Linked DNA regions of Oryctolagus cuniculus: region 2 is linked to region 1. A link is a contact called in public Hi-C data. All regions are on one chromosome and are shown on one strand. Each heading gives the region's core, a stretch centred on a gene start, on an enhancer-like site or on the middle of the called end of the contact. The rest is flanking DNA. Distances are from core to core; before and after follow the strand shown.

Region 1 (7,186 bases), core at 1,411-3,910:
TGAGAGGCAGAGTTACACACAGAGAGAGGGAGACAGAGAGAGAGAGAGAGAATCTTCCATCTTCTGGTTCACTCCCCAAATGGCCACAATGGTTGGAGCTGGGCCAATCCAAAGCTAGTAGGTAGGAGCTTCTTCCAGATTTCCCATGCAGGGGCCCAAGCACCTGGGCCATCTTCCACTGCTTTCCCAGGCCATTAGCAGAGAGCTGGATTGGAAGAGGGGCAGCCAGGACATGAACCAGTGTCCATATGAGATGTTGGTGCCACAGGCGGAGACTTAGCCTACTATGCCACAGTGCCATCCCCACTTCTTTTATCTTTTATATGACAATAAATACAAGAGAAAATAATGTTTACAAAGTCATAAATATTTTCTGTCCACAACTGCATGTCTGAAGTAAAGAGTTCCTAAAATGTGAGGATACGTGCAAAGGTGAGAGAAGGCAGTGCAATGTGACATCAGGTCAGATGCCAGCTCCGTCACTGTGTTTGCAATCATGAACAGGAACAACAACAAAAAGTTTGGTTTTTATCCCGAAATCACCTCATTTAAGTGGTGGATAGCAATAGCATCTAATTCATGGAGTCTCTGTGAAGATTACTATGAAGTGCAAGAAAGGGCAGGTGTGATTGGAGCGATGGGGTTAGCTGCTGCTTGGGACACCCACATTGCATATTGCAGTGCCTGGGTTTGAATCCTGGCCCTGTTTGCAACTCCAGCCTCATACAAATGCCAACAGATGATGGCAGCAGTTCAGTACTTGACTCCCTACCATCCGCATGGGAGACCCGGATGAAATTCCAGACACCTGGCTTCATCCTGGGCCCAGCCCTGGCTGTTGTTGGCACTTGGAGGTGGGGGGGTGTGTGAACCACTGGATGGAAGATTTTCTCTCTGCCTTTCAAATAAAAATGAATAGGGGTTGGTGTTGTGGTGCAGCAGGGTAAGCCACGCCTGTGTCACTGGCATCCTGTATGAGTGCCGTGTGAGTGCCAGCTGCTCCATTTCCAACCCAGCTCCCTGCTAATGTGCCTGAGAAAGCAGCAGAAGGTGGCCCAAGTGCTTGGGCTTCTGCCACCCACTCTGGGAGACCCTGATGGAGTTCTAGGCTCCTGGCTTTGGCCTGGCCCAGCCCTGGCTGTTGTAGTCATTTGGGGAGTGAACCAGCAGATGGAAAATCTCTCTCTGTCCCTCCTTTTCTCTCTGAACTCTGCCCTTTGAATAAACAAACCTTTAAAATAAATAAATGAATGTTATAAAACATTTTAAAAGTTCATGAAAAATATATATTATGAAAAACCTATGAATGTATTTCAAAAAAATTTTTGCAGCACAATAAACTTACCCCCCCCCTTTTTAAAAAGTTATTTATGTATTTGAAAGGCAGACTTACAGAGAGAGGAGACACACAAACACACAGAGCTTCCATTTGCTGGTTCAGTCCCTAAATGGATGCAATGGCCAGGGCTGGGCAGGGCAAAAAGAGGACCTTCATCCTGGTCTCCTACATGGGTGCAGGGGCCCCAGCACTGGGCCATCTCCTGCTGCTTTCCTAGGTGCATTAGCAGGGAGCTGGATTGAAAGTGAAGCAGCCGGCGCTGCGGCTCACTAGGCTAATCCTCCGCCTTGCGGCGCTGGCACACCGGGTTCTAGTCCCGGTCGGGGTGCTGGATTCTGTCCCGGTTGCCCCTCTTCCAGGCCAGCTCTCTGCTGTGGCCAGGGCGTGCAGTGGAGGATGGCCCATGGGAGACCAGGAGAAGTACCTGGTTCCTGCCATCGGATCAGCCCTGCCATCCGATCAGCCCTGCCATCGGATCAGCGCGGTGCGCCGGCTGCAGCGCGCCAGCCGCGGCGGCCATTGGAGGGTGAACCAACGGCAAAGGAGACCTTTCTCTCTGTCTCTCTCTCTCACTGTCCACTCTGCCTGTCAAAAAAAAAAAAAAGTGGAGCAGCTGGGACTTGAACTAGTACTCATGGGATGCTATCATCACAGGAACATTTAGCCCACAAAGCCAGCCCCCTAAACTTGCCTTTTAATTCCATTTTCCAAGAACTTTTCGAAGTACTGTTTTTGAAGTGCAGTCTTTACTTGTGCAGTGGCGGTGTTAATAAGCTTTCTAGGGGTGAGCCTTTGGCGCAGAGAATTCACTGCCTGGGATGCCGCATTGCATGTAGGAGTGCCTGGCTTCTTGGTCCCGGCTCCACTCCTGATCCCAGCTTCCTGCTAATGCGCACCCAGGGAGGCAGCAGGTGATGGGCCAACTTCCTGGGCCCCTGTCAGCCAGGTGAGAATCCCAGACTGAATTCAGGGCAACCTGGCTTTGGCCAGGCCCAGTCCTGGCTGTTGCAGGCATTTGGAAAGTGAACCAGAGGATGCAAGCTCTCTGATGGTCTATCTTTAATTCTCTGCCTTTCCAACAAAATAAATAGATAACGTTTTAAAATGTTTTCTAGTTTTCATCTTTCTTCCGAAAGGCAGTTGCAAAGTTTTCATCATCAATTAAAAGCTGACTGGATTGCTTTAAAAGGTTTTCCTGGGCTATCTTTGTACTAGGTGGGTGTTAAATGTGAGAAGTAGGCTCAGTGAATAGAAAGGCTCGGGTTACACACAAGCCACAGGCTTCAGTGTGGAAACGGGAACCAGCAGCGGGTCAGGTGCTTGGTGACTTCGGTGCCACGGCCATGAGCCATCAAGTTCATTCCTGGTCGGTGGTGACAGGCGCAGCTCCCGGCGCCAGGCTCCACCCCGCCCTCGGCTGCTGGCCAATCGCGGCCGGCCGTGGAAGAGACGGGCACGGGGGCGGAGCCTGCTCCGGATCGCGGGGTCCTGCGTGCGGGGGAAGTTGCTGGTTTGCCGCGCGTCTTTGCCCTTGAAGCTACCGCTCAGCGCCCTGTGGTCATGGCTGTCCTGGCGGCTCTTCTGCGTGGCGGCGCTCGCCGGCGCGGCCCCCTGCTGCGGAGGCTGGTGCAGGTGAGCGGGTCTCGCCCCTCAGTGGGCCTCTGGGCTCCGAGCCCGGTTTCTGCTTCGGGAGGTTCCGCGCTTGGGTGCAGGCCTGGACAGCAGCCCCCAGAGACCCGCCGGGAGGGCCTCGCCCTATGCGGGCCGTGCGCGTGTCTGTGCGGGGGCTGCTCGTCCTTGCTTCAGCGTCCCTGCAGGGTAGACGGAGCCTGGAGGGCCCAGGGCTGGAGGGAGAGGGCCTGCTCTCTGTAGGCCCAGAAAACAGCTTGGAGATGTTCGGTAAAACATGTTTGTGAGCGTTGTCGAGTGTTTCTTCTCAACCCCACGCGGTACAATAGACAAGGCCCTATCTGACCATAAAAAGTGTCGCTATCTTGCAGCGTTTAAAAACTTAGGGAAAATAAATGGCGACTCGGGTAATACAGGACGCGAGGTATACCAGCTGTGGGTGTAGCTGGAGTGTTCACAGCGAATGGCTCTTCTGCCTCTTGTATTCGGAGAACACAGGCGGGGCAGAGCCTTGAAAGAAAGGATTTATTTTCCATTTGTGGAAATGCAGGCCTGCTACCCAGGTTTAGTGTCTGGCAAGGCTTCAGAAATAGGTTAAGAACTTGCAGGGCAGGTGTGGTTGGGGAGGCTTGATTTCCACCCCCCCCCCCGACCCCCCAGGGTTGGGGTCATCGCTGCGAAATCCAGTTATGTTTTAAGACTTTGGATTTGCCCCATGGCTGTGGACTGTTGATAGTCGTGTGTGTGTCATAACCACAGGTCAGAAAGAATTCGAGTGGGGAGAAAACTCATGTCCGGGTGTAGACCAGCACAACTAGTAGGGTGCTGGCAAGTAGGCGCTGAGGGGGAGCTGCCTTAGGTAAGAGACTGTGACAATAATAGCAGTTAATAGTTAGGGGGTGAGGGTGAGGGTGAGGGTGAGGGTGAGGGGCCCAGGAGAAGGAAGACTAATGTGAGTCCTGAGATAATGAAAAGTTAAAGGGCCTGGGTTTCCAAGAGAGCTCTGTTCTTAATCAGCCTATTGGTTCTAAGGAATGACTCAGGAAATCACAGAAATGTAATGAGATTCAGCTGGGTTTCAACCGGTGTTGCCCTCATGAATTGGGTGAGCCAGGTGCTCTAGGTGCACAACCTTCTTGCTTTCCAGTTGACAATCAAACACAAATGTTCCTGATTTAAAAATAACAGCTGGAGGCTGTGTAGCACGCCTTATGTGGCATTCTGTTGAACTCTAGTGCTCACGTGCACTGGGTGTTACTTGAGTCAAATGGTCATTTACTGAATCCTGGAAATCTGAATGGGATTTTCGGTTTTCTGTGCCACTTCGTGGCATGGAATTTGAGCTTTCACCCATTTTGTTGGCTTTTTCACCTTTGCCTTCAAATAAACACAAGGCTCCCCTATAGTCAACAGACTTCTGTGGACTTATTGAAATTCTTTGCTTTTCTAGCTCTAATCACCTTGCTGTCTGGTCAAAGGGCTAGTCTCTACTCATTTCCTATCATTTATTCTACGTCTGTTTCCCTTTGACCCTCTGCAGTTAAATTTTTGTGCCTTTCGCTAAAAGATACCAATGATCTTAGTTTTCTGTTTTTTTTTTTCTTTTTGACCTTTATACTGTGTTTGACAGTGTTGACCACTCCCTCCCTGAAACTCCTGTGTTTTATCCAACTTATTTTAATACTCAGACTTCTAAAAAAAAAAAAAAACTCCTTTAATTCGCCATTCCTGGACCTGTTTGCTCCCAGATGGATTTCTCTCCCTTCCCAGATCAGGTGTGTTGCTGTGGGTTGACCATTGCAGGTTGTGTTTCAGAGATGGCAATGCCAGCTTCTGTCCTGGTTCAGCCACGGGCTGGAGAAGGGAGAAGCCAGGGTAACATCTTTGACCCTCTGCAGTTACCCCAACCCAAAACTATCCCTTGACCTTGATGGTTTCCTAACTGTCCTCCAAGCTCTCAGCTATTGTGTCATTTGTATATTCCATTTTCCTGGTTGAATCTCAGTGAACACACTCATTGTTTTGTTTTCCTTCCATTCTATAAATTTTCAACTTTAGTCCGTAGGCTTTTCTTTTCACACAGGTCCAAGGGAGTCAGAACGTTGGTGTGATGAAGCAAGTGGGGGTAGGGATAGTGATGTGTTGTGGTGATAAACGTGGAGAGGAATGGACAGACTCAGGGGCTGGTGAGGTGGTAGGACCTGTTGAACTGAATGAATGACTGGCTTGGAGGGGCTGAGAGACAAGGGGTGAAGTAGAATTTGGGGGCCCTGCCTTTGGCATGAAGATGCCTAGGCCAGGTTTTTACTTATGAGCAGATTTGGGAGTAGAAAGAAAGTGGTGAGAGTTTTAGGCTTGTATTTGGGCTCTTTGGGTTAGGTTTGGAGGGCCTGGCACACTTAGCTATAGATGGAGGGGAAACCATAGGCCGTGAGCTCCCCTACAATGAGTGTGTGGGGGGAAAGGGAAGAGGGCTTAGCATGGGGCCATTGGGGGGCAAAGCATCCCAGGCCCAGGAAGAACAATCAGGACCCTGTGAAGGTGAGTGGAAAGACAGACCAGTGACTTAGCAGGAAACCAGAGGGTGTTGCATCTGCAGAGTGCTAAGGGAGGTGAGGTTTTCAAGGGGGGCGTACCAGTGTCCTGGGGCTGCAGGGTAAACAATGGGACGGCATCGTGTCACAATTCTGGAAGGTGGAAACAGGAAGTGATAGTGTCAGCCGGCTCCCTCTCATCAGTAGGGGAATCCTTCCTGGCCTCTTGGCTCCTGGTGGTTGTGGCTTCTTCACTCCTCTATTTGCATGTGGTGTTCTCCCTGTGTGTATGTTTATCTCTGGACAAATTTTCCCATTGTATACCGACACTAGTTGTACTGGATTAGGGGCCCACCCTGGGGACCTCATTTTAACTTGGATATCTCTGTAAGGACCACATTTCCAAATAAGGTTAACTGAGCTCCTAGGGTGTCACACTACTTTTCTTTGCAGATGCAAACCAACTCATAACAGAGGTTGTTACCAATCTCAACAACTTGTCAACAGTGTTAAAATTTGACAAGTCAGAGTGGTAAAGTAAGGTTTTAACAAAGGAATTATATTTATAAGTAACATACATAAAGTGAACAATAAGTAAAATGAAAAATGTTGATTAAAATTAACATAGCTAGTAATTGGAGACTTTAAAAATATTTTTTAGAAATTTATTTATTTGAATGGTAGAGTTACAGAGAGGAAGGGATTGAGAGATTTTTCATCACTGGTTACTCCTCAAATGGCTGCAGTGGCTAGAAGTGGGCCAGGCTGAAGCCAAGAGCCTGGAACTCCATCCCAGTCTCCCATGTGGATGACTGGAGCCCAAGCACTTGGGCTGTCCTCCACTGCTTTCCAAGGCAGACCAGCAGGGAACTGGATCAGAAGTGGGGCAGCCAGGACTCAAACTGGTTCTCATATGGTGTGCTGGCATTGCAGGCGGCAGCTTAACCCTCTACACCACAACACCAGGTTCCAAATTTTTATTTTTATTTTTATTATGTTAACAGGTTCGCTCCCCACATGCCAGCAACAGCTAGTGCTGGGCCAGGTCAAAACCAGGAGCCTGGAACTCAGTGTAGGTGGCAGGGACTCAAATACTTGGGTCATCACTTGCTGCTTCCCAGGGTGTGCATTAACAGGAATGTTGGAGTGGAGAACAAGGCTTGGACTTGAACTTGGGCTCTCTGATATGGGAATGCGGGCATCCCAAGTGGTGGTTTAACTTGCTGCACCACAGCCTGGCCCTGCTTGGAGACTTCTATAAAGGCATGAAGAAGTACAGATTTGCCATGTGTTGCTTTTGTGTAAGGGGATTTTGTGTTCCTTATACAAACAATATGAATAAACGCAAGGTATTTTGAATATTAACTACGAGCCCTCTATCCTAAGAAGTTGAAAAGTTTAAATGTGATTTAATCACTCTTCCCAAAATGCTTCCTTGATAATGGCTTTTGATGGAACTTTGCAGATATTACCTGTGCATTTTTGGGTGTTTCCTGGCCTAGTCCTAGAGAGGAATAGTAAGAGCTGCATGTCGCTGCTGACAGGCTTGGTCAGTGAGGGATTCCGTAAGCCAGTCATGACTGAACGTGTAGTGCTTTGGAAACAGCAGTCCTCAAGTTCTTCAATGCTGTGATTTTTAATGACACACATGATGACAGTGTAGAAGCTAGAAGTGGAGGCTCTG
Region 2 (7,186 bases), core at 1,176-3,675, 520 kb after region 1:
CTGGTCCTGGAATTAGTTTGTTTCTCCAAAGAGCTGTGATTCATTTGATTGGAAAAAAAGATACTTAGAAACTAGAATCTGAGCAAAAGTTGTTCTTATCACTATTGGGGTATAATCCCCCCCCCCAAATAACCCAATAATCTTTAAAAAGAGTTATTTTCTCAGAGTTTTAGAGAGATAAAATTTGAAGAATTATGATGATGAACTACTATCATCATGCAACATTGAAATAGAAATGGACAAATAATATTAAATGGGGCATCAATGAAGGAGAAGATAAAAATACTACATTTCCCCCTTAAGGTTTAGTATAACCCTTCCCCCACCGAAGTTTTGCTGGCATTTGTGGCAGTGGTGACCAGGCACATTTTCTTCTTCTCTCCTCTTCTCCTATTTGTTTATTTGAAAGGCAGAGAGGCAGAGCAAGAGCGAGAGTGAGAGTGAGAGAGAGAGATGTTCCATCTGCTGGTTCACTCCCCAACTGGCTGCAATGGCCAGAGCTGTGCTGATCTGAAGCCAGGAGCTTCGTCCGGGTCCCCCAGCAGGTGCAGAGGCCCAAGGACTTGGGCCATTTTCTACTGCTTCCCCAGGCCATAGCAGAGAGCTGAATTGGAAGTGGAGCAGCCGGGACTGGACTTGAATCAGCACCCATATGGGATGCCTGGCACTGCAGGCAGAGGCTTTCCCCACTACGCCATAGCACCAGCCCCACCAGGCACATTTTCAAACCTCTTTAGTTCTTTAAGGACTTTGTGAATATTGGTTGGCAGTAGAGAATATGGTATTAAAACTAAAATCTGTTAAAAACTATTGTCCTCATTGTCACAACTGAAAATCTGCTTAGGGGCCATTCCTACAGAAAATAAAGTCTGACACAAATAAGCATTGAAATCATTACAATGATGTCATTTTATGTGATCAAGATATAAACCCTTTATATTACAAATTATTAAACATAATGACTTCAGAATGTGATGTTGAGTTTTTAATTATAACTAAAATTTGAATTTTGTTAAAATTTGACTTATTTAATGAATGATCACTTCTATAATGAGTTCTAATTTGTTTTCTTTTTTTAAAAAAAGATTTTATTTTATTTATTTGGAAGAGAGTTACACAGAGAGAAGAGAGGCAGGGAGAGAGAGAGAGAGAGAGGTGTCTTCCATCTGCTGGTTCACTTCCCAAATGGCTGCAATGGCCGGAGCTGCGCCGATCCGAAGCCAGGAGCCAGGAGCTTCCTCTGGGTCTCCCACGTGGGTGCAGGGGCCCAAGGACTTGGGCCATCTTCTACTGCTTTTCCAGGCCATAGCAGAGAGCTGGATTGGAAGAGAGGCAGCCAGGACTCAAACCAGCACCCATATGGGAAGCTGGTGCTTCAGGCCAGGGCTTTAACCCGCTGCGCCACAGCACCAGCCCCCTAATTTGCTTTCTGGGCATTTTTTGCTCTTATTTCTTGGATACAATGCTTTATCTTAAGAAAAATATTCACAACATGGTTTATTAGTTTTGGCTTAAAACTTTTAAATGATTTTATCAGGTGTTTGGTAGGCTTTTGCTATTCTTTCATATTTAAGAGTAGGTTGTGAGTCACAGTGTGGTGTAAGTGGGCTAAGCCTCTGGCTGCACTTCCAGCATCCCATGTGGGCGCCAGTTCGTGTCCTGGCTGCTCTGGGTATGGCCTGGAAAAGCAGCGGAAGATGGCCCAAGTGTCTGGGCCCTTGTACCTGTGTGGGAGACCCCAAAGAAGCTCCTGGCCCTGGCCTGGCCCAGCCCTAGCCTTTGTGGCCCTTTGGGTAGTGAGCCAGTGGATGGAAGAGCTCTCTCTCTCTTCCGAATAAAAAAAAATCTAAAAAAAAAGAAAAGAAAAGAAAAACAAATGAATGCCAATTTGCCCGAGTGACCAATTTCCAAATATTATTTCTGCACTTATTATCATTATCCTAGCATTTTGAGGCAAATTCATTTAGACTGTGTTCATGTTCCTCGCCATTTCCAGCTTGTTTCAAGGGCCCGGAGGAAATCGCAAACTCAGAGGGCATAATTCATTTTTATTCCTAAAGAGGTGCACTGAAGTGGACAGAAATTAAAGTTATTATCCAGCTGTTTGATTTAGGTAAACTCTTTCGGCCCCGTGGTCCTGAATATGCAAAACGGAGATCACAATTACAATTCATAGATTGCGCGTAAATACGCGCGTGCTACAGAACGCTCTCCGAAGTTTGAACCTAGCCCGTAAATGTTCAGTAGAACAGCACCAAAATAGTAGCGGCAGCCACCGCGCATGCGTCATTTTTAAGGGCCGGCGTGCTCCTGCGGCCTCTCGGCCCGCCCTCTTTCTCTGATCGTTCCGCCCTATTTCCTCCCATCCTGCCCCTCCCTGCGTAAGCCAAGTCACCAATCAGAGCTCAGTTTTCCCTTTACGTCATTGGCGCGTGCCCCGGTTTCAAAAGCATGGGGACGGGCTCCTGAACTCGCGCATGCGCCTCTGTGCGCTTTCCCCACGCTGGTTCCGTGTCCTCTCCGTGCAGCTCCTCCGCCTGGCCCTGATATCTAGTTTCTGGGGTCTCTGTGCTGTTGCCACTGCGATGGGCAAGCCTGCCGAGCACCGGGGTTCAGGAGAGCGACCCGACCCGGTGCGGAGTTTTAATCGCTGGAAGAAAAAACACAGCCATAGGCAGAACCAGAAGAAGCAGTTGAGGAAGAAGCTGAAGAAGCCCGAGTGGCAGGTCGAGCGCGAGGGTATCAGCCGCCTAATTCAGAACTACGAGAAGGTGAGGCTGGAGCTGGGGAGGGGCGCGGGTGGGCCAACCGGCGGACAACGTGCCGCCGACGCGATGGGCTTCAGAGGGGAGGGCGCGCACCTATGCCTGGGAAGCAGTTAGACCGATAGGCCGGAGAAGGGAGTGGGGGTCCCTGTGGAGGGGACCAGCTGGATAGTCAGCTGGATTCCACAGCCCACATCTTTCCAGTACCCTGGCCACTCTTAGTCATCACACTGTTCTCGAAAACAGGCTGGAAATGCAGTGGTGTTTAAGGGAAGGGAGACTGATGCTGTGGAAGTTGAAATAATATAGCACTGTTATTCATGACAATAGTGGAGTAAGATACCTACATTCGTAGCACTCACTGAGCTCTTTATTTTAGTTCTTTGACGTGATCTGAGGGATGAATCTTAATATTCCCGTTTTACAGATGTGAAAATTGAGGCTCCAAAAGGATAAGAAACTATCCCAAACTCCCACATACTTAGTATAGGTGCTGTGGAATTGGAACCTAGACCCATGTCTAATTCCAAAGCCTTTGCTCTTCACTATTTTTTTTTTTTTAAGGACTTTATTTATCTGAAGGCTGAGTTACAGAGCGAGGGAAAGTGGGGGGGAGAGGGAGAGAGGGAGGGTGGAGAGAGAGGTCTTCCATCCTCTGGTTCACTCCCCAAATGGTCACAACAGCTGGAGTTGGGCCACACCAAAGCCGGGAGCCAGGTGATTCTTCTCCCACATGGGTGCAGGGGTCAAGCACTGTTTTCCTGACAAGCAGAGAGCTGGATTGGAAGAGGAGCAGCCGCGACGTGAACCGGTGCCCAAATGGGATTCTCCTGTTGCAGGCGGAGGGGTTAGCCTCCTATGCTTCAGCGCCAGCCCCTATTATTATTAAGATTTATTTATTTGAAAGAGTGGGAGAGACAGTGAACGAGTGACATCTCCATCTGCTGGTTTGCTCCCTTGATGGTAGCAGGGGCCAGGACTGGGCCAGATGGAAGTCAGGAACCAGGAGCTTCATTTGGGTCTCCCAGCGGGGTGGCCAGGACCCAGAAATTTGGGCCATTTTTTGCTACTTTTCCCAGGCTGTTGGCAGGGAGCTGGATTGCAAGTAGAGCAGCTGGGACATGAACAGTCACCCAAATGGGATGCTGGGATAGTAGGCAGCGCCTTTACCAGCTAGGCCACAGCGCCTTCCCCTCCTCTTCACTGTTAGTCCAAACTGTGTCCTTCAACTTCACCCATCTTCCTTCCTGTGACCATTTCCGTTTCTCCATTTGCTTCATGTCCCCGTCATCTCCACATTGTCACTGCAGCTCCCAGATGAGTATCCCTGTAGTTACCACTTTGACTTCTTTTCCCAAACAACCAGAACTGTCAGTTCTTTTCCTCCTTTCCACCCTAATCCCGTGTCTGTTGGCTTTCTCACATGCTGCTTTGCATCTCAGTGATGGCTCCCTTCTATGACACTATATAAGGGATTTAACAGGTATAGTATTCCTGGGATGTCATGTGGTGTAGCTTTCCTTTAAATGAGATCAACAGTGAGAAAGTAGAGCTTAGCATTTAAGAGTTTACTTCTTGGGGGCTGGCTTTGTGGCTTAGCAGGTAAAGCCGCTGCCCACAGTGCTGACATCCTGTATAGGTACCTGTTCCTGTCTTGGCTGCTCCACTTCCAATCCAACTCCCTGCTAATGGCCTTGGGAAAGCAGTGGAAGACAGTCCAAGTGCTTGCGACCCTGCTACCCACATGGGAGACCCAGAAAAAGCTCCTGGCTTTGGTCTGGCTCAACCCCGGCCATTACAGCTATCTCGGGAGTGAACCAGCGTGTGGACAGTCTCTCTGTCTCTCCCTCTCTCTCTGTAACTGACTTTCAAATAGTAAAAAAAATAAACGTTTGCCTGGACTTTGGAGTTCCGATGATCATGATTTGATCTGGCTTTTGCTCACTAAATGTGTGACTTTAGGCAAATTGCTTACTGTGTTCACTTCTCTTTCCATTTAAAAGGCAAGTTAATATGTACCCGCTGTATTAATTGTTGTGGGAGATTTAGTGAGATAATGCTGGACGCAGATACACGTTCCATATATTAGCTGTTAAATTATAAGTAAAGCACTTTAAGAAGCCATTATAAAGTAAGTTATTGTTAGGTTTCATTTTGGATTGTGACTAGAATTGCTTAGGCTATAGGGATGAGGAATGCAGGTTTAGGCAGTATTGTCTCAACCCTTGCTTAATTTACTCCAGAGGACCTTATTGTGTTCTATCCAGAGCTCTTCGAGTTTGTATTCTTATTTATGACTGCCCTAGATGTCTCCACCTAGTTTTCTCATAGGATACGTTAACAGCCACAAATCCTTATCTTTTCCTTCATAAACCAGCAGCCCTTCTTGAATTCATAATCCAGTGTATTTCTTTGGCATTTGTATTGCTTTCTATTGCAATTGTAATGAGTTACCACAAAACTTAAAATAACAGAAATTTATTCCCTGGCAATTCTGGAGGCCAGAAGTCTGAAATCAGCTTCCCTGGGCAGAAATCAAGGTGTCAGCAGGGCCAGGCTGCCGCACAGGGGTGGGGAATCATTTTTCTGCCAAGGACCACTTGGATATTAAGAATAGCATTTACAGCCATAAAAAATAAATAACTTCAAAATTAGTCCACCACAGATTTATTGAATTTCGAGTCCTGCCTGAGTTGACTTAACCATGCCATTTCAGATGATATCCCTGGCCTTATCCAACCAGTAGGCTGGATGGTCCCCACCTTTGCTCTAGACTGTAAGAAATATCTGTTCCTTGTTTTTTTAGTTTCTCAGGGCTGCTAGCATTCCATGGCTTGTGGCCGCATAACTCTCTGTCTCAAGAGATAGGTTTTATGTTCAATCTATTCTGTCCTTTTATATGGACACTTAAAGTTGCATTTAGGGCCCAACCAAATAACCCAGCATAGCACCTCCATCTCAATATATTTAATTCAATCACATTGGAAAAGTCACTTTTGCTGTTTATGCTAACATTTACAGATTCCAGGGATTAGGGCGGTGCATTTGGGAACCAATTTTTAGTTGGATATTAGCTCCTTCATCTAAGCAGACTGTTGAGCTAGAAAGCCGGGAACAATCCTAGATGCTTCTCTTACCCAGTTTTATATCCAACCAGTCACACTAGCAATCTTTTCTATTAAATTTCTCAAGTGTTTGTCCATGTCTACTACTAGATGCTGGTTCAGGCCCTGTTGCCTCCTTCCTGATTATTGTGTTAGCTATTACTTAAACAATAGGGATTAGCAAACTTTTTCTATAAATGATAATCAATGTTTTGGTTTTGCAGGTCACAAGGGTAGAACTACCCACTTTTGACCTTGTAACACAAAAACTGCCATAGAAGTACCTAAACTGATATTGTATTGCAGCAAGACTTTGATTACTGAAAATAGATGGCTGATAGAATTTTGCCTGTAGACCTTACACTTCCCTAATCTATCCTGATTTTTCCTCTTCCTTTTTTTTTTTTTAAGATTTTTTTATTATTTTTGAAAGGTAGAGTTACAGAGGGAGGAGAGACAGAGAAAGAGGGCTACAGTGCTGACCCTGTCACTCTACCTTTCGAATCAATAACTCTTTAAAAAGATGAAGATAAAAACTTGGCTAATCAATACTTTTACTGACATAGGTGAGACTTAACCACAGACAACTTACTTTTTCAAAGGTAGACTGCATATTGACACATCAAGGTGTTTGACAATTTTTCTTTGTCTTATTCTTTTTTTAATTTTATTTAAGTTATACAAGTTTCATATATTTTATATATACAGATTTAGGAACATAATGGTACTTCCCTCCCTGCCACCCACACTCCAACCCTTTTTCCTCTTCCTTTTTCCATTCCGACTCTTAATTTTTTAAAGAGATCTTTCCGTTTACTTAATGATTGTAAGGTTAATCCTACTCTAAGTAAAAGAGTTCAACAAATAGTGTGAAGAAAAAATGTTCCTCAACAGAAGAGACAAGGGCTGTAAACAATCATTGACAATTTTTCTGAAAGTAGCTGTGAACCAAGGGCTTTAAAATTAAATGATTGGGTTTTAATCTTAGAAATAATCATTCTAGGGGCCAGCGCTGTGGCATAGTAGGCTAAACCTCTGCCTAAAGCACCTGCATCCCATGTGGGTCCCAGTTCATGTCCCACTGCTCTTCTTCTGATCCAGCTCTCCGCCTGTGGCCTGGGAAAGCAGTAGAAGATGTTTCAAGTCCTTGGGCCCCTGCACCTCTTCGGAGACTCAGAAGCTCCTGGCTCCTGGTTTTGGATCAGCTCAGCTCTGGCTTTTGTAGCTATCTGGGGAGTGAACCAGTGGATGGAAGACCTTTCTCTCTATCTCTCCCTATCTCTATAACTCTACTTCTCAAGTAAATAAGTTAAAAAA

Evidence for each region. Hi-C and Micro-C count contacts between places; a contact is called where the count stands out from the background.
Region 2: a contact with region 1 is called in a Hi-C map of psoas muscle, with 6 times the contacts expected there. The contact joins the promoter of DDX10 here to the promoter of ACAT1 in region 1. A contact is called at or near these places in 3 of 6 Hi-C or Micro-C datasets (ear pinna, psoas muscle and an unstated tissue).

What each region holds. Positions count from the first base shown.
Region 1 is chr1:99,886,777-99,893,962 of mOryCun1.1, forward strand. ACAT1 (acetyl-CoA acetyltransferase 1) reads left to right here and starts at 2,661. Exons shown (of 12, transcript XM_002708492.5): 1 at 2,661-2,971. The coding sequence starts at 2,900.
Region 2 is chr1:100,406,616-100,413,801 of mOryCun1.1, forward strand. DDX10 (DEAD-box helicase 10) reads left to right here and starts at 2,426. Exons shown (of 21, transcript XR_011390521.1): 1 at 2,426-2,771.